Linked DNA regions of Mus musculus: regions 2 and 3 are each linked to region 1. A link is a contact called in public promoter capture Hi-C data. All regions are on one chromosome and are shown on one strand. Each heading gives the region's core, a stretch centred on a gene start, on an enhancer-like site or on the middle of the called end of the contact. The rest is flanking DNA. Distances are from core to core; before and after follow the strand shown.

The links. Promoter capture Hi-C pulls out the DNA fragments that hold promoters and counts their contacts. Capture Hi-C pulls out chosen DNA fragments and counts their contacts.
Region 2: a contact with region 1 is called in a promoter capture Hi-C map of adipose tissue. The contact joins the promoter of Thsd1 here to the promoter of Nek5 in region 1. A contact is called at or near these places in 1 of 484 Hi-C or Micro-C datasets (nephron progenitors) and 3 of 9 other capture datasets (adipose tissue, liver and pancreatic islet).
Region 3: a promoter capture Hi-C map of liver shows a contact between it and region 1, with 2.2 times the contacts expected there. The contact joins the enhancer-like site here to the promoter of Nek5 in region 1. A contact is called at or near these places in 6 of 39 promoter capture datasets (the 3T3-L1 cell line, embryonic stem cells, liver and 2 more), 2 of 115 datasets of contacts at active chromatin or transcription factors (both in embryonic stem cells) and 3 of 9 other capture datasets (adipose tissue, liver and pancreatic islet).

Annotation. Positions count from the first base shown.
Region 1 is chr8:22,122,920-22,127,332 of GRCm38.p6, forward strand. Nek5 (NIMA (never in mitosis gene a)-related expressed kinase 5) reads right to left here and starts at 2,148. Exons shown (of 19, transcript NM_001347318.2): 1 at 2,067-2,148; 2 at 625-762. The coding sequence starts at 741.
Region 2 is chr8:22,225,242-22,229,654 of GRCm38.p6, forward strand. It overlaps Thsd1 (thrombospondin, type I, domain 1), which reads left to right and starts at 2,062. Exons shown (of 5, transcript NM_019576.2): 1 at 2,062-2,188.
Region 3 is chr8:22,033,819-22,038,231 of GRCm38.p6, forward strand. All of the region lies in intron 1 of Atp7b (ATPase, Cu++ transporting, beta polypeptide), which reads right to left. Among named protein-coding and RNA genes, the nearest start is that of Atp7b, 24 kb to the right of the region's middle. Within about 2 kb of position 2,458, at least 3 of the 459 cell types and tissues checked have an H3K27ac peak or open chromatin away from gene starts, as enhancers often do. A contact at or near this core is called in liver, where this site is marked.

The sequences.
Region 1 (4,413 bases), core at 898-3,397:
TGGGCTATCAAAGTATTACAGAAAGAAAATGAGAACATGAAGTTAGGTAAAGGGCATGCAGACAAGTCCTTTGTTCAGTGGGAGGAGAGCAGGCCAAGAGAATGAATGCAATACATGTTCCTGGGAGGGTTTCAAGGGGATGAAAGAAGAGAGCATCAGGTGAACCTGAAAATGCACAACTGTGAAAAAGGTATTTGCTTTCATGCTATAGCAAGATTATGGGGGCTGCCTGCCTGCTCAGAGGAGAAGAGGAAGGGGGACAGGAGAAGGACTGTGGTGACCGGGAAGAGGGCAGTGAGCAAGATATAAAGTGAATAAGTAAAGATAAATAAATAAACAAACATAGAAAAATATGGGGGGGGGGGGGCTGGAGGGACGACTCAGTGCCCACTGTTGGAGCAGAAGGCCTAGGTTCAGTTCTTAGCACCCATCAGGTGACTCGGAACTGCCTGTAAATTAAGTTCTGGGGCTTCCAATGCTGCCTGGCCTCTGCAGGTGCTTGCAGTCACAAGGTGCCCATAAATTCACACAGGCACACGTGTATATATGCATAATAAACAAACAAACAAAATTTAAAGCTAGATATACCACTTAAAGTTATCTAAAATTCAAACTTAACTTTACCTTTGTCAAACTGATTTCTTTTATGACACAGTGACTGCTTTCTGATTTATCTTTAGCCAAGTACACCTTCCCAAAGGTGCCTTCCCCAATGATCTTAATCAGGTGAAAGTTATCCATGGCTCCAGGCGTCAGAACTTCCTAAAATGAAGAATAAAACCTTGACTGCACAAGACAACTAGCCGGCAGAAGAGGGATGAAAAGCAAAGGAGCTGTTTGTTAAAACTTTCCACCCAGCGTTTCAGACACACCTAAGGAACTTCCTTCTGGCCACAAGTAACGCTGCGGAAAGGGGTTTAGTTTGGTGGATTCCAAGGTCACGCTGGGATCTTAGACAATTCACCACCTCACAAAGCCTTTCTTCTCTAGCGTCTGAAATGGAAAATTATTTGTGTTTGAAAGAAAGACATGTCGCTTGTCCGGGGTGGGTGGTTGTCTAAAAAGCGGTAAGTCTAAGGGCGAGGCACGCACAGTTCGGGTCTCAGTGGGGACGTGCTGCCTTCTACAGGGAAGCCAGGGAACTCTGTTGGTGTCTGGGGTTCTACGTTGTGGTATTTAAGATGTACTTGGGGCCTTAGGTACTACCTATGCCATCCAAAAGTTGTTGGTCACACACAACAAGGAATCACCAAAACGTCTCTGCAAACCTTATGTAAAGAAAAACCTAATTCGTAATTATCTACCTCTAGAACCAAACTATCACATCTATCTAAGAGGGATTAACTAGTACTTCCTAGGAATAGAAACCGAGGCTTGGTTGGGTCTGGGCATTCTCCAATGAATTGCGCTCCAATTTGGAAAAATACCCCATCTACTGGCTGGCTGTAGGGCTGCAGTCAGTGGGAGATCCAGAGTTCTAGCAACCGCAGTCAGGTGACTGTCCTGGCAACGGGCTCCAGGAGTTTACAGGTGGACTACGCACTCCATTGTAGGTTGCTTTCCTGTTTCCCTTTTATGCCACAGTCAGGGCATAAAGGTTTTTTTTTTTTTTTTTTTTTTTTTTTTTTTTTTTTGCTGTACTGGGAAGCGAACCCAGGACTGCATACATGCAGGGTAGGCATCCTACTATTGAGCTTATTCTTTTGGGAAACCATTATTGAAACAGGTCTAAGCTGTTCACGTAGGCCTTGAGTTTGTCACCCTCCTGCCTCAGGCACAATGCAGACTTCTAAAGCCTTGGGTGGTCAACTATAGGTTGTTTTCCTATAATTTCAAGACGGGGACTTCTAAGTTGTCAGCGTAGGGCAACAGCCAGCATGTGGGCGGGAGACCAGAGTTCAGAACTTTTGTAGCTTGTGCGTTGTCATGGAAACCGACGCAGCCCAGTGAGCGGGGCTTCCTAGTTGCCGCCCTGTTTACTCCTGCCTAGATTCCCATTTCTCTCCCCTCAGCTTCGAGGGGCCCGCGACAGCTCCGGAAAAATGAACACATTGGGCTCAGCTTACCTGCTCGGCGGGCGTTAAGCAGTGAGCATGGAAGAATCGGTGCTCCAGCCGCTAAGCCTCCCAGACGCAGGGGCAGGGCCACCCTCGCCCGGGGGAGAGAGAGGGGGAAGTGGGCGGAGTGCTGGGCGGGAGCAGAGGAGAACCCCAGGGCTCATTTCCAGGTACCCCGGGTCTTCCCGCTCCTCCGCTCTATAATAAATAAGTCAGAGGTGGGACAAGCACACTTTTATTGGTCTGAGAGTTGGCAACCTGTAGCTTGGTGTCTGAGGATGCAGGAGGAGGCGGGACAAAGTCTGAGAAGGTTTTGTAGTGGAGAGTAGGGAATGGGAGAAATCACTCCAAGGGCAAACTTTCCCAAAACTGCGGGGTGGAAGATATGTCAGATTCTTGTTGCAGCCTTCGGGTTCCAGGGAGTGTGCTGGGGTGGCCATTTTCCAGAATTCTATGAACAGCATTTTTTTTTTTAAAGCCTCGGACCTGTTTTCTGGGTGGCCTTTTGCGCACGGAGTTAGGGGCAACTTTCCTAAGGTCCCCAGCATGCTAAGCAGTGTACAGCTGTAACATACTCCCAGGAGGAAGCATGTTTCTCATGCAAGGTCTTTTTTTTTTTTCTTAAAGAATTACTAATTTTACATAAATGAGCACACTGTTGCTGTCTTCAGACACACCAGAAGAGGGCATCAGATCTCATTACAGATGGTTGTGAGACACCATGTGGTTGCTGGGAATTGAACTCAGGACCTCTGGAAGAGCAGTCAGTGCTACTAATTGCTGAGCCATCTCTCTAGCTCTCATGCGAGGTCTTAATTACTGCTGAAAGGTGTATGTCAGAAAAGAACCTGGGTCCACTAACAAACCCCAGGTGCTGCCCAGTGATCTGCAACCTAGCATTTCCTGAGAGTCACGTTGCAATAGGTTACCTGTGGGAATATATAACTTTCGGGGTGGTACTCACACAGCAAGATAGCTATATCCAGTGGAATCTAAAACCCGTAACCATTTCATACCCCCCCCCCCCCGTTATCCAGCCCCCTCCACAAAAAAGCTCACTTCTCTAAAAGCGGACATCACACCTTTTTTTTCCCCCTCTTTTATCTACATTCTACTTCCTGGGACAGAATTTTATAAAAATGTAATCCTCTTAATGTTTGAAATTCTTACTGATTCCCATGTTCCGAAAGAATCGTATAACTGGAAATTAGTATTTCCTGACTACAGCATTTGTTTTGTTTTATAGTAGTATGCTACTGATTGAAATAAAATTTTAAAATCAAATTATCTTGGAAATTAATTCCTTAAAAATCTAATGGGTTCCACATGGGCAACAGTGGACTTCTTAGAACAGATGAAGTGTTGTTGTTGTTGTTGTTGTTGTTGTTGTTTCCCCCCCTGTAGACAGGGTTTCAGTATGTACCCCTGGTTGGCCTGGAACTCAGAGAGGTCCAGATGCCTGCCTCTGCCTCCTGCTGAAACTAAAGATGTGTGTTACACCCAATCCCCTTTCTTTTTAAAAAGCTACCAGGGCTGGCAGATCTCACCCAAAGAAGCAAACACAAGGAAGTTTGGTTTAAAATAGAAATCATCTGATTTTCAAGAGGATTCGCAATCTGACTTACTCTCAGCGGGAAGATACACAAGTGATCTCAAGTTTGCTTTGTCTGATGGGCTGTGATGTCTGTATCTGGCGATTAGAGCGGACAGAGGCGCGGAGGGTGACGTCTATGGAAGTTGAGTGTCTTGGAAATACTAATGGAGATGGATGCTTTCTTGAGCATGTAACATCATCGGGAGAGCGTGGAGACAATGTTTAAGGGACTGACCTAGGAAGGGTGATGACAGCAACAGAGGCCACGCACAAGCTCTGCACTCTGGATGCTAACTTGTTCCTCAGAGCATTGAGGGTGAACGATTTGGACACTGCTCTGGACGTGTACTGGTCTGAACAACCAAGCAGGTGGTCGCAAGCCATGTTCCTCACCATCAGGGAAAGCAGACATAGAAAAAGAGCAAGAAGAGACACCTGAATTACTCCGTGACTTCTGTATGAGGCAGTGCTTGACTCAATACATACACATGGGGATGCACAGAACACGGATATGTAGACAGCGCAGATATCCCTCGAGCAACCAGCACACTCGGCAAGCACACTCAACACCCAGACACTGGCTTTTAACCCAGTGAGAGGAACCATGACCTCTTGGGGGGAAAATGGTTGATCCTGGGGCTGGAACAGAGAAGGTATAGGTTGATCCTACTTCATCTTGTTAGTAAAAGGGCAAGAACATCACAAAAGGACACAGGAACCATCTGGAAAGAATGAAGCTGCCAAACCCATGACTCGGTGTAA
Region 2 (4,413 bases), core at 812-3,311, 100 kb after region 1:
TTTTATGGAAGCATTTTTTTTTAATTGAGGTTTCAGATGACTCTAGCTTGTGTTAAGATGACATAAAACTAGCCAGGATAGTCAGTTTCTCATGAACTATAATTTAAAATGATGAGACATTTCAATAAGGCTGATACATTTTTTAAAGGATTTTTTATTACATTTTGTTTTTTTAACATTTCAAATGTTATCCCCTTTCCTGGTTTCCCCTCTGAAAACCCCCACCCCTTTCCCCCTCTCCCTGCTCACCAACCCACCCAATCCCGCTTCCTGGCCCTGGCATTCCCCTACACTGGGGTATAGAACCTTCACAGGACCAAAGGCCTCTCCTCCCATTGATAACCGACTAGACCATCCTCTGCTACATATGCGGCTAGAGCCATGAGTCCCAACCATGTGTTTTCTTTGGTTGGTGGTTTAGTCCCAGAGAACTCTGGAGGGTACTGGTTAGTTCATATTGTTCTTCCTATAGGGTTGCAGACCCCTTCCGCTCCTTGGGTACTTTCTCTAGCTCCTTCATTGGGGACCCCGTGCTCCGTCCAATGGATGGTTGTGAGCATCCACCTCTGTATTTGTCAGGCACTGCAGAGCCTCTCAGGAGACAAGGCTGCTATTTTTAAAATGCATGTAAGATTTAAGTCTCACAACCAAAAAGTGACCTTTTTTTGGTGAGAGTGTCCTTGGGAAGGTTAATACAGAGCAAGGTGCCTTTTGTGTTTCACTGACTCCCCACAAAACTTTAACTGCTATATTCCTTTTATTGCAGAGGAAAGCTGGGATTGGGCAACTCAGGGCTACCTGGAATCACCAAGTGCGACCATAAGACTTTACCCGCTGAACTCTACACAGGCGCTTCCATTGAGATTTTTTTAAATTGCATTTTGTTTTTTGTTTTCAAAACCAATAGTCCCAGGAACTATCTGATGTTCATATGGCAGGCACGAATTTGAAAGGGATCCTACCTTGAGCTGATGAATGACAGAGCAGATCGTATTGACGGCAGTGAGAACTTCCTTGGTCACTTGGTTGATTACTCCCTAGAAAAACTTGACCTTTGATGGCATCTAAGTGACTGCGCTGTCTTTTAAGATCAACTTTCTGCAACTGGCATAATCTCCAAACTTGAGGCGAAATTTACAAGCCAACCATTGGCTCCCCCTCACCAACTTGCTAAGCAAGAGCTCCGCTGCTGCTCTGTATGTAGTGCCTCGCCCACAGTCTGCCTCCAGGAACAGGCTCTCGTTTGTACAGTCCAGGCTGACCAGGTATGTGAAATCCTGTTTCCCCAGTTCCTGAGATTACAGGCACATGCCCCACATCCAGTCTCATGGGTCTGACACATGCACAGTAAATCCACACAACTCGGTCCTAACATGCTTCACTCCTCGAGAGTTTCCTGGTACCTCTTGCTGGGTGCTGGCCATCTAGAGGCTATGCTGATTTCTATTACTAAATTTGTCTGTTAAGTGGTTGTTACACGCAAAAGAAAGCTCACTGCACAGCGCTGGATGGCAAGTGCAGCTGTTAAACCACGTGAAACGTAGCCTCCGGTTCTTTCAGAAAGAAAATACTTGTAGAATAGACTTTTTTAAATGTTTATTTTTAAAATGTTTAATTAACCAAGTTTTGCTCCAGAGGAAGAGAAAGGAAAATGCGCTTTATCTGAAGTATATTCCTTTCAAACTCCAGTGACATTTGGGGGAGCAAGTTTAGAAATTACCCATACCACTTTTTGGCTCTTCTTGTGATCACCCTCCAAAAGAAAATGACATGGGGGAGAAGTGAATGGTTTAAGTGCAAGGCTGCTGGCTCTCTCTTAAAGCACTGGGTCTTTGCAGCGGGAAGTGGACTGTGGGTGTAAATACGTGCTGCACTAGCAGCGACCACACCTCCTAGCAGGGCCTCTGGACCCAGAGTTTCCTGCAGGTTTCCTCTCCACAGGGCAAGCTAGGGGCGGGCAGGAAAGGAAGATGCGCTGCCCAGGAGTGGGAGCGGGGCGGACCTCTTGCGCTTGACCCCCGCCCTCTGAGAGCCCGCCTCGGGGCGTGGTCCCGGCAGCCTGGGAGCGTGCCGGAGCTCTGGACCCGGGCGGGCGTGCAGCTGCGGGACGGGAGATGCTCGGTCAGTCACCCTGTGGCCGCTGAGGCTCCCCTCTCACTTCCGCCGTGCCAGACAGACCCGACCCGAGGTAAGGATCCGAAGCTCAGGTGGCCCACCACCAGGGCGGGCACCTGGCGCAGGCGTGGCCGAATGACGGGACTCTCAAAGGCAGGAGTTCAGATTGGAACCTTTGGAAACTCAACGTTGCGACATACGTTTGTGGCTTTCCAAAAGTCTCTTTCTGGGATACTAACAATAAGCAATGACCTCAGTAACAAGTTTTATGCTGACTACCACTGGACTGGGTTTGCACCCGGGAACTTGAAGCACCTCTGGAAAGTGAGTTGGTAGGAGAGCAGGGCTTCACGGGGGACGCACAGCTCACCCCATGGTTGGGATAGAGAAAGCTTGTTCAGAAGCGCAGCTCTGGGATCCAGATTGCCTCCTAACAGACATTATTCCTGGATCTATACACAGAAGCCTTGCTTGTGAAATTACTTTGTTTCTCCTTCTATTCTTTTATTTTCCTCCTTTTATTCTTTAACGATGTCCTGTGGATATAAATTAATTTTCCTTTGTTGTCGGCTATGAATCATTTAGCTGCTTTCTGAAAAGCTTGGCTTTAAGGGGGGGAGGGGGTGATTCTGTTAGCCATTGAGAATATCCACACACACTTTTCTCCACTTTCTCGGCTGGGACTTTTACTGTTTTTCTTAGCTCCAAAGGTTCAAACCCAGGGTCTCTCACATGCTAGGCAAGTCCTCTACCACCCAAGCCCTATACAAAGCATTTCAAACATCTTGAAAATGTTCCCACTTTCCTACTTTCTTAAAATGATTCTCAGCACCAAACATTTTACTCAGCAACTACTCAGGGAATTGGGGACGTGGTGAAAAAAGGTAATAATCAGTAGTGCCCCCTCCCATTTTAGAGGCTTATTATAATCATCATCATAGTGCATGCCCTAATGCTCAGGTAGACTGCGTTCTATAATTCCATCTCTGTCCAGCTCTAAGTACAGATCATCACACAGGTCTGTATTTAACCACCCATCTTCATAAGCAAGAAAATGCAATCACAGAATCAGTGATGAGAAAGAGTTTTAAGAAGAATATTATCTCCGAGAAGCAAGCCATCCAAGAAAGCTGAGTTCACCTTTCCGGAGGCCGCTGCTAGGTGGTGTCCTATTATGTTGTCTAGGCTGGTCTCAGACTCCTAGGCTTAAGCCATCCTCCTGCCTCAGATTTTGGGGGGAGCTACAGATGCTGGGGCCACCATGGGATGCTTCCTCTGAGTCTTTCATCTGAAGTCTTAAAGTCGTGTTCCCCATCCAAATTCAAGGTAATGATTAGATCAAATCCAAGGCGACTTCCACTAAAACAGAATTTCCTTTTTTGATGCGCTGAGGAAAGGAAGGGAGGCCAATCATCTGCATAGTTAAGCTGCAACCCCCACCCCTTCGTTTTCAGGAAGTGCAGAGTTTCCTTTGTTCTCCTAGCTCTTACTGAACAAAAGCTAATAGAGACACACCAGCTTCCTTCCCACTGAGTGGTGGCTTGTTTCAATCTGCCTGCTTAACTCTGTTAATTCTGTCTTCTATCAGAAGGTATGGAGTCTGTGTTTGCAAAGTTATACACGGGTAGAGATGCGCTTCAGTGGTAGAGAGCTTTCGTGGCCCACATGAGGCCACAAAGAAACTGTTATCTATGAATAACAAGGGACAGTAAGCATTAAGAAAGCATATTTTTTGGTTATGCTTAATAGAGCAGTTGGATTACTAGATTCTAGTACAAAGAAACTACCTTTAAGCGACCCAAGGCTTATTCTGTAGTACTCTAGTATTTCTATCCAGGTACAGTATCCCTTCCTACAATTCACCATGAACCTCAGGCCAGTAAGGTCTTCCCTTGCCCACCTACGTGGTCTGGGAAGATTGCTGCATGAATCAACCATCCCCTGATGCATATCAGCACCACTCATTGGAAGGCTGACAGGGGAAGGTAATTTTTATTTGTCTGTTTTCTCCATAGACTACCCAAACAAGAAAAGCAAGGCCAGATAGAGTTCACATAAAGTTGTAATATACTGAGTGTCTATTGTTTTGTTTTGTTTCTCATTTTGTTAAAAATTAAAAACATTTTTTCTTTTATTGAAAATAGATATTTTCCCCTCATACAATGTATCCTGATTACAGTTTCCTCTTCCCTGCTCCTCCCAGTTCCTCCTCCCTACCTCCCCTCCCATCCAGATCTACTACACCCTTTCTGTCTCTCATTAGAAAACAGGCAACTAAGGAATAATAATAAAATAACA
Region 3 (4,413 bases), core at 1,208-3,707, 89 kb before region 1:
AAGGAAAGAAGGAAGGAAGGAAAGAAGGAAGGAAGGGAGGGAGGGACGGAGGGAGGGAGGGAGGGAGGGAGGGAGGGAGGGAGGAGGAAGGGAGGGAGGGAGGGAGGGAGGGAGGGAGGGAGGGAGGGAGGGAGGGAGGGAGGGAGGAAGGACAGGCAACTAAGAAATGCTGAGAATGGGAGAAAGCCTTCCCTAGGAATAAGGCCCCTAAATACTTATCCAATATACCAATTGGTCAGCCTTGAGATCATATACACACAAGCAATACTAAATGAGTTGAGCAGGTTATATTTATACATTTATGTATATACGTATGTAATAATAACAAAGAGGCCACAAATTTGAGAGAGAGAGAGAGAGAGACAGAGACAGAGACAGAGACAGAGACAGAGAATGAGAGCACAATTAGAGTGTAAGAGCAGCTGGAGGAGAGAATGAGAAGGGGAAAATGATATACTTTAATTTCAAAAAATAATTTTAAAAATCCACTAAAGATTTTCTCTTTTTTTTCACTAATTCATTCACTTTATATTATAATATCATCACCACCACCCCCGCATCATACAGCTCCCCCACCCATTCCTCCTCCATTTCTCCGCTGAGAAGGGGGAGGCTCCCCAGGGTATCCCCCCACCTGGCACATCAAGTCACTGCAGGACTAGGTGCATCCTCTCCCACTGAGGACAGACAAGGTAGCCCACCACTCAGTATTGTCTATATCACCCCACCCTGAATGGAGAAAATGGAGAGCCAAGCCATCTCAAGGTGTAAAAGCATGAATACAAAATAAGAAAACTGAAGACAACATTTGTGAAATTACTGGGCTCAAGTCGGCAAGATAGCTCAGCAGGTAAAGGTAAAGAGGAGCCGAGTCCCCAAGACTCACTTGGTGGAAGAAGAGAAGCAACTCCTATAAAGACATTATTCTGATACACACACACACACACACACACACACACACACACACACACTGATTAGGGTTGTGAAGGCTCCCTTCTGCTCTGACATCCTGTCATCTTGAACCTATCCGTTGTCACCCTAACAGTATCCAATGGATGTGGAGAGTGTGGATGCTTTCTGGAGGGGAGGAGAGCATGGTGCAATTTCCTGTCTCCCTGTAGAACAGTGAGAACCCTCCCCCAGCCCCGCCCCACCTGCCCTCACTGTTACTGAACCCCAAAGAAATCAGCAGCCCTTCCATCTTAAACTTCTGCTGAGTTGCAAATCCCGGACGGAACAGGCAGCGTCTTAACTCCATAGGTCTTAAAAGTCTGATTTTTCTGTAATTGTTATCAGCACTCCATCACCTTTGGGTACGTGGCTGCAAAGACTCACTCCCAGGGCCCAGAAGCAGAAAGTGCAAGTGGAGTGCGTGCCTGTGAGCAAAGCTGTGGAGGTGTGCTGAGGAGAAAAGGGTAAAATAAAAAGTAATCAATCAATCGCTATGTAAATAAATAAATAAATAAATAAATACCCTGCTTCACACAGCACATACCAAAACCTGGGTCAGTGATCCGTAATGTTCCCTCGAAGAAGACAAATGCCGACAATTCAACAGGAAAAAGAAGGTGGTTTGTCCCAGAAAAAGGAAACATAAATTATCAAAAAGGAGATGCTAGGCCAATAGCAGTGGTGTTAACCTGTCATGGCAGGGACTGGGAAACTCAAGTGGGAGGGTCACAAGTTCCATTCCAGCCTGGACAACACAACGTGACCTGACCTCAAAGGAAAAGCATGAGGGGCTGGAGAGATGGTTCGACAGTTGAGAGCACTGGCTGCTCTTTCAGGAGACCAGGGTTCGATTCTCAGTATCCACAAGGCTGGCAGTTCACAACCATCCCAACTCCAGTTCCTGAGGACCCAGTGCCCTCTACTGAAATATGTAGGTACTGTGTGCCATGTACATGGCTGCACAAGATATACAGGCAGTCAAAACACCCACGCACATAAAGTATAAATGAAAGAAAAGAATAGGTCCTTCTCTGATCTCCTTCAAGGGAATGGAAGCTCTCTGGAGGACAATCTAGCAGTACCTATTAAAATAACAAATTCACAAAGGTTTGACTCAGCAACTCAGCTCCTGAGAATTCATCCAAGAAATGTGCAGTGTGAAATGAAGTTTCTAGAGTAACGATGACATTGATTTTACAAAAGCAGAAACAATAAGAGTCTGGTAGGCTAGTTATTACATAGCCACAAAGTGGAATACTACACAGCTCTGAGCATGAATTAGGCAGCACTGCACATACTGAAGTAGACTGAAATATATTGTTCGGTGCAAAGAACAAGGTACAGGATACGTAGTGTCTCCTGTTTAGGTGTTCTATTGCTACACAACTTAATGGCTTGTACTGACAGCTCAGTTTCTCACCCTGGATGAGAGTCAGTGGGAACAGCCCATCCCTGCCATCATGTGTGGTGACCTGAACCTCACTGGGGCTGGAGAATAACAGCTCACTCTTCACATGCCTGCTAACCTGGGCCTCGCTGCCAGCTGGAAGGTCAGCTGGAGTTGGCAGACTGGTCCAGTTTGCCACATAGCTTTTCCTTATGGTTAGGTAGCGGATTCCGGTGTCACGGTGGCAATCATTCCCTGAGAACAAGTCTCAGCGTGTAAGCACTGTTAAATCCCTGGCGGTCGGTGTCAGTAACAATGCCCAACAGTTGGGCTGGGAGGGAATAAACACAGGGCTTGAATAAAACCACGCGAGGCAAGAGACCGTTAGGCAGGCGGGTTATCCTTAGGGAAAAGCCTAAGGAACCAATGTGGTGTGAAGAGGATGGGCAGCTGAGGGACCAGACTGCCCAGGAATAAAGAAGTCATTTTTACTACACAATTGCATATGAGTTACCATTCTGAACACTAATTGATTTAAAAGTTAAAACGGTATGAAGGCAACAGAGGCCTGGGATGATGGCTTGACCGGGGGTCGGCAATGATTAACACCGATTCAAAGGAAAAGAAATCAAGGGTAGAAGAAAAACTAAGAATCGACTGAAGAGCATTTGCTTGCATCTAGCATCACAGAAAATAGAAAACTGCCTCCTTGTGGCAAGACACAGCCCTTCAACCATCTAATGTTCTAGAAGAAAATTCTATAGATTTTTTTTTCCTCTACTACCCACCCTCCATGAGCTGGTTCTAGCTCTGCCTGTGATATCCCAAAGTCAGGCCTCGGCGCCAGAGCTCTCGATCTCTGTCCAGCTGATTCTACATATTCCTGGCAAAGGATTTGTGGAAGTGTTAGAGGAAATTGATCAGTGGCAGACAATACTCAGTGCTCAGCCTGTTCTAGACAGGCAGGCTTTCTGCAACAGGCACTTACGAGACAAAGCTTTTCAAAGGACAGTTACGAAACAACCATCAAGAGTCTCCTTTGCCTCTCTGTTGCAGAACTGAGTGAACCTTGGCCCTCCTGTGTGAACACTCTACCACAGAGCCACACCGCAGCGAGAACAATCTGTCAACAGTCACATGGGGTGTTTGGATCGCTTTCGGTGTGGACAAGTGGTGTGTGCATGTTCTCAGCTCCATTCTTTAGCACTGTGTTTGCAGAGAGAGTAAAAAGGAACTCTCCTGCTCGGGTTTATATTAAAAATCAACACAGCTTACACTGCAAGCTCTGAAAAAGAATCCTCGAGTTAGCAGGCTGGGGTTGAAAGTGCTGGGGAAAGGCCTGTAGGCGCCTCTGCTTCATCCCATTGCGCCTCAGGGCACCATCCTTCAGAACATCTGGGGACTTTTTCCTGCAGATCCTCCATCAGTTGAGAAGGAACGCCTGCTGGCTTCTGACAGAAGCTCCCATTTGTTCTCTGTTGTTTGAAGCAGGTGTCATTGTTGTAGCCCAGAGCAACAGCCACTCTGGGAAAGCGACAGATGCGCTACTTGGTCCAGCCTCACCTCAGAATTCTCTGGACATCAGATTCAACAGGCAGGAAGATGAAAATGATTGCCACACTCAAAGCATCTCACACAGGGCCAGGGGTACGGCTCTGCTTTGGGGGGAGCGGGGAAGGAAAAAACGGATCTCATCCAAATTATCCCAGGTATCCAGACAGACAGGTGTTACTCTCTTAATGGTCCCAATGTGGGAGAACTGATGTCTCTATGTTGAGCCACTCAAGCATACAGGAATATACGCCTATGCATTAGCACATACGGTTTGAGGTTTATCTTTAAGTGTTCTAATGTTTTTAATTATATATTTTGAAACTTAAAAATTTTAATTTAAAAAATAAATGTTATGTTTGTGTGTGTATGTGGCTTGTGTGTGTGCGTTTGTGACGTGTGTGTGTGTGTGTGTGTGTGTGGCTTGTGTGTGTGCGTTTGTGACGTGTGTGTGTGTGTGTGTGGTGTTTTGTGTGTACATGCTTCCCTATGCATGTGCATGAAGAGGTCACTGAACTTCAAGG